Linked DNA regions of Zea mays: region 2 is linked to region 1. Evidence: chromatin contacts called from public Hi-C data. All regions are on one chromosome and are shown on one strand. The core of a region is the stretch at or near the end of the contact, and the rest is flanking DNA. Distances in the headings are between cores, read along the strand shown.

Region 1 (2,700 bases), core at 180-2,679:
TACTAGTAAATACAGTATACGGCGCTGCTAAAATGCACCTGGGTGCATTCTCTATATTGAATGCACCCAGGCGTAAGTCCTGTTTCGCGCGCCTCCCCGCCGCCGCCGCGCGCATCCCTATCCCCGCGCCGCCGTCGTCTCCTCCTTCTTCCTCCGATCCTCTAAACCTAGATCCCACCGCCGCCGAGCGCCTCCCTGTCCTCGCGCCGCCGCGCGCCTCCCTGTCCCCGCGCCGCCGCGCGCCTCTATGTCTGCGTGCCTCCCTGTCCCCCGCATTAGGTGGGATTGCAAGCCCGCATTATGTGTGATTGCAACTGTTGTATAATTTTACTCAAATATCTGTTAAAAAATATAAACAAAATGATTGCAACCAATGGTGTGTTGTAATTGCAACTGCTGGTGTAGTGTGGATGCAACTGCTGAGTTGCTCTTATGTGATTGCAAGTACTGAATAACTCTGAGAAATTTTGTTAAAAAATATGATTGCAACTGCTGGTCTGGTGTAATTGCAACTGCTGGTCTGGTGTGATTGCAACTTCTATATAACTATGTCCAAAAATCTGTTAAACAAACAAGATTGCAACTACTGGTCTGGTGTAATTACAACTGTGGGTCTGTTGTGATTGCAACTTCTATATAACTATGTCCAAAAATATGTTAAACAAACAATAATTGCAACTGCTGTCTGGTGTAATTGCAACTTCTGATCTGGTGTGATTGCAACTTCTATATAACTATGTCCAAAAATCTGTTAAACAAACAATGATTGCAACTGCTGCCTGGTGTAATTGCAACTGCTGGTCTGGTGTGATTGCAACTTCTATATAACTATGTCCAAAAATCTGTTAAACAAAACAATGATTGCAACTGCTGTCTGGTATAATTGCAACTGCAAGTCTGGTGTGATTGCAACTTATGTGATGAGGTTGAGCCGTTCGCGGAGGAGCCGTTCACGGAGAAAGAGGGGCGGGGGCGGGAAAATGAAAAGGTTCTGTCCGGAGCGTGCGGGAGGGACGAAACCGGCCTGGGTGAGACGGTTGGCTCGAACCTGGCACATAGGTTCGGCCTGGGCGCATTCTCTATATTGAATGCACCCAGGTGTAATATATAAATACAGTATATATATATATATATAGGGCTGGACCTGTTTTTAGTCGACAGCTAACAAATTCTCTATAGTTGGACCGTCCGACATTTTTGATGATGTTCAACACTAACACAAGGACTGGTTTGGTGGACATAGAAATAGCACTTTCAAGCAAGCAAGGAGGGGAAGTATATGGAAATTCCAAGGGATCCGGCTTCAATTGGAGCGTTCGATCACTGTCCAAGTGGCGCCCGTTCCTGGACAGTGCATGATAAGGTTTGGGCAGGCCCATCCATGCACGTGGGCACGTGGCGTGTGGAGTGGCGACACGGCGCTGGGCCCGCTTGTAGACAGATCGGAGGAGCTGAGGAGCTGACGCGGGCGGAGAGGACAAACGGGGAGGCGATGCACGGCCCACACCCATCCCCAAACCTTATCCCTAGCTGGCTGGCTCGCCCATTGGGCGGACGCGGATTTCCCCGCGTGGGATGCCTCATGCACTGCACTGCACTTGTCAATTGCTCGTTGGAACGACTCGCGTGCATGTCACACGACGCCCGCCCATGCGCAACACAAGGCTCTCTCGGCGGCAGTACGCGAACTGCTAGCGCCGGCCGGCCGGGCCAGCCCTGTGCCTGTGCGGCGGGGACCAGCCGGAACGTACAAGAGATGCATGAAACACGAGCCGGGCGTGTCGCGGTCAGCTAGAACTAGCAGCCGAAACAGCAGCCCATACGGAAGCGGAACAACACAACACGACGCGCAGCGCAGAGCGCAGACGTGGATGGTGGATGGATGGATGGATGCATGCATATGTATGCGCTCTTCGTACATCACCGCACAATAATTGCATGCAGCCCGGCACGGCATACATATATATATATGGGATGTGACTGACCCACCTCTCTGCGCCACAAAATAAAGAGTATGCAGCCTGGTTTTAAATAAGGAGGGGCTAGCTGGTCGACTTCCAACCGTCGTTTACGTTACGTGACGGAGCCCACGTCGACCGTCGGAGCCGATTATTTTAATCCGACGTCCATTCAGCCGGCCGGTCGGTATCATCAGCAACATTAAAAGCCAAACTGGTCCATATCGATCTCGTTAGAGCCAAAACGATAGATACTAACTGGTCCGTATCGATCCACGTCGGAGAACTTACCGTAAGTTATATCCTAGTTGATTCATGTGGTTTTGACTGCTTCATTTTTTTTAAAAAAAAATGAAAAATCTTAGATCCAGTATATAGGTAGTTTTTGAAAAAGTTCAAAAAAAAACTATTTTAATAAAACATCATTTTTAATTTCAACGAGAAGTTCGTCAAATAAAAGCTAATATGCTGAGATAACAACTGGGCCAAAACATGTTGCAAATAAATTCTGACAATAATCGTCCTGAGAGTGGCAAAACCTTGACCAACGAAAAAAGTTGCAAACAAGCATGTCTATAAGGATGAGCACAATACAGTTGATCCAATAGAGGGTTGACATGACGAGCCATTTAGCAAAACGGGATGAAGAAATGTTTACAACGTATGATTCACCAGTCCCTATTACATACTCGTGGACGTTATCAAGGGCCAAAAAAAATGAGTAGGCTTGGAGATTACATCC
Region 2 (2,700 bases), core at 30-2,529, 210 kb before region 1:
TTTATGCTAGATTACACATCTAAGAGAGGCATCAAAGTCTATAGATTATACTTAACAGTTCTCTGCTATTGCTATATACTGACGCTCAATTAAGTATTTGCAACAAAATGGCATCTAGTAGATTTGAAATAGGAATATGAATAATACAATACCATCACCAAGATAACAGACTGACAAATGAGTTCACAAATATCCAAATATTTCAAATTCAGCGTGAATATCAACAGCTATTCTTGATTAGGGAACATGCATTTTGAAGGTCTAGAGTGAATCTATCTGTAAGCTGGTTAATCTTGGTCCCACGTAAGCTACCAAAGCATTCAGATTGAGTGGGGCACTATTGAAAGGAACAAAAGCAAACAACTTGTGGGCTAGCGGAAACTGAGCTTGTTAACAATTAAAAAGAAGTCCAAAGAAAGCAGTTCCATTCAATTGAAGCCATTTTGTACCCTACTTCTGATGTTATTGTTCCTAAAACATGCTGCAAACACCCCAGAAAACATTTTTACAGTAACCAGGCACACCATTGAAATGGTAAAAACAATTCCTAAATCGAAAATCATGCAGCAAGTCCAAGCAAAAGTTTTTCACCTCACGACTCTTCAAAGTTCAACACACTTGCTTTCTGAAATGGAAAAAAAACGCAGTCGTTCACAAGCAACAGAGAGACGATGCTTACCGAGCTCGTGTAGGCAATCCACCTGCTGGATGATGGCTGTGAACCTGTCCGAATCCGCCCTCGACATCTCATCCCGCTCATCTGCGCACAAACAAGACTCCCTCAGAGGTCAAAACCACACCCCAAACCCGAAATGGACCCAAACCCGGTCGAGCCGGAGCGGACAAGACAAGAGAGAGCGCGAGAGGCCGCCTACCGCTGATGATGTTCTTCACGGCGTGGTACCGCGACCGCAGCATCCGCCGCTCCACCGTCCCCTGCCGCTCGCCGCTGCTCTCCCCCGCGGCCCCCGCCATCGTGTTACCAAACTTACAGCCAAACCCTAGGCCTCGAGTCCCAGCCCTAGCCGCGCGGGGTGGCTGCGACGTTGAATGACCGGGTTGGCAAGGGAACCAGACGAGGGCGCGAACCAGAGCGGGCGGGAATCTGGGATGTGCGAAATTTTTCGGGCAGCCGGAGTGCCGTGCCGAGCAGAAGATGGAAGAGGCCGCGGGGATTTGAAATCTTCCCGAGGAAGAGGGCTGCCGTGCGCATTGCGGCGACCCGCTCCTATAGTTACCGATTTCAACAATTACCCCTCTCGTCTCTCCGTATTTGTGCCTTCTTTTCATTTTTAAATGTCTCCCTCTCATCTCCCGCTATTTGTATCTTCTATTCATTTTTAAATATATCTTTTATTCCTCCTCTTTGACCTCCTCTCCAACAATTCCTCCTATTCAGTCCCTTTATATTTTATAAGTGTGATATTTGATTTTTATACATCAATTTTTAAAGTTAAAAAATAGTACAATATTTATAGTGTCATAATACACATTGTTATCTGTTAATTAAACTTAAAAAGTTAATTTCACACTGTCGGAGAGAAAATCTCCGGCCGAGTGGCGGAGTGCATCCGCTATAAATCCTAAGATGAGGAGGGGCCTAAGCGTTTTGCTCGTTAGTTGGAAAATGGGAAGAACACAAGAACACACAAGGATTTAGAGTGGTTCGGGCCGCCAGAGCGTAATACCCTACTCCACCGTGTGATGTATTGCTTGAGAGTTTGAGTTGCCTAGAATCACTTGGGTCTAAGTGAGCCTATCTGCATGCCTCCCCTTTTATAGTTCAAAGGGGGCATGTACAAGGGTTCTGAGCCCCGACAAGTGGGCCCAGAGACAAATGGAAGGATGGAACTACTGCTTGCCCGACCCATGTAATCTCCGTGCACCTTGATATCCGTAATGCGTTCAGTATAGATATCTTGCTGCAGCGCCCTCGGTAACGCGCGAGTCATGATGGGTGCGGCGCATGCCACGACGTAGGTATACTGTTGGCCAACGGGAATAGCCTGACACGCCGCCTGCAGGGCCGGCCCTGAGGGTGTGCAGGGTATGCCACCGCTCAGGGCCCCCAAGGTCCGTAGGGCCCCCGTTTATCTATCTTATATCCAAATACATATACGATAAATTTTTATTCTCATTCTTTTGTTGCGTCTCTTTTATTTTCTATCAATCATCTCTTCGATATCGCGCAACAGTCTGCTTAATGACAAATACTAAAATTGACGTGGGAAGGACTGAAGGTGTTGTACACCTGTGCCTGTCGCGTTGCTTAATTCTATCCACCGGAGGGCCGACCCTAATAACCTACATTGTTTAATCCTAGTTTAGTTTGCTGAACTTTGTTTTCAGAAGATTTGCTCTAATATATTTAGATTTGGTTTACTATGCATTTTAAGGTTTATGCTAGTTTGACAAATTAAAAGTAAAAATACTCTCTCAAAAGTCAAAACAAATGTAGAGTTATATTACATAATTTGTATAATTTTATGACTCATAAAATAATGTAACAACGTCTACAGTCATATCATTTTGAATAAAATTGTGTAAATCTTTAACTTCTTTTATTTTTCAGATATTATTTAAAAGTTGAAAAAATAGCAGACTCAAATTTTCGTATAAGGCCTCCGTATAAATTTCCGCTTGGGGCCCCCGAAATGTCAGGACCGGCCCTGGCCGCCTGTAAGATGGCTTGGGTGCCGC

The links. Hi-C and Micro-C count contacts between places; a contact is called where the count stands out from the background.
Region 2: a contact with region 1 is called in a Hi-C map of ear, with 2.3 times the contacts expected there. The contact joins the promoter of LOC100276605 here to the enhancer-like site in region 1. A contact is called at or near these places in 2 of 25 Hi-C or Micro-C datasets (ear and tassel).

The regions. Positions count from the first base shown.
Region 1 is chr4:242,058,165-242,060,864 of Zm-B73-REFERENCE-NAM-5.0, reverse strand. It overlaps LOC100275773, which reads right to left. Exons shown (of 9, transcript NM_001350156.1): 9 at 2,558-2,700. Among protein-coding and RNA genes, the nearest start is that of LOC111591414, 15 kb to the right of the region's middle. Within about 2 kb of position 1,429, at least 19 of the 20 cell types and tissues checked have an H3K27ac peak or open chromatin away from gene starts, as enhancers often do. A contact at or near this core is called in ear and tassel, where this site is marked.
Region 2 is chr4:242,272,279-242,274,978 of Zm-B73-REFERENCE-NAM-5.0, reverse strand. It overlaps LOC100276605 (Non-structural maintenance of chromosomes element 4 homolog A), which reads right to left and starts at 1,279. Exons shown (of 7, transcript NM_001150354.2): 1 at 876-1,279; 2 at 680-760. The coding sequence starts at 975.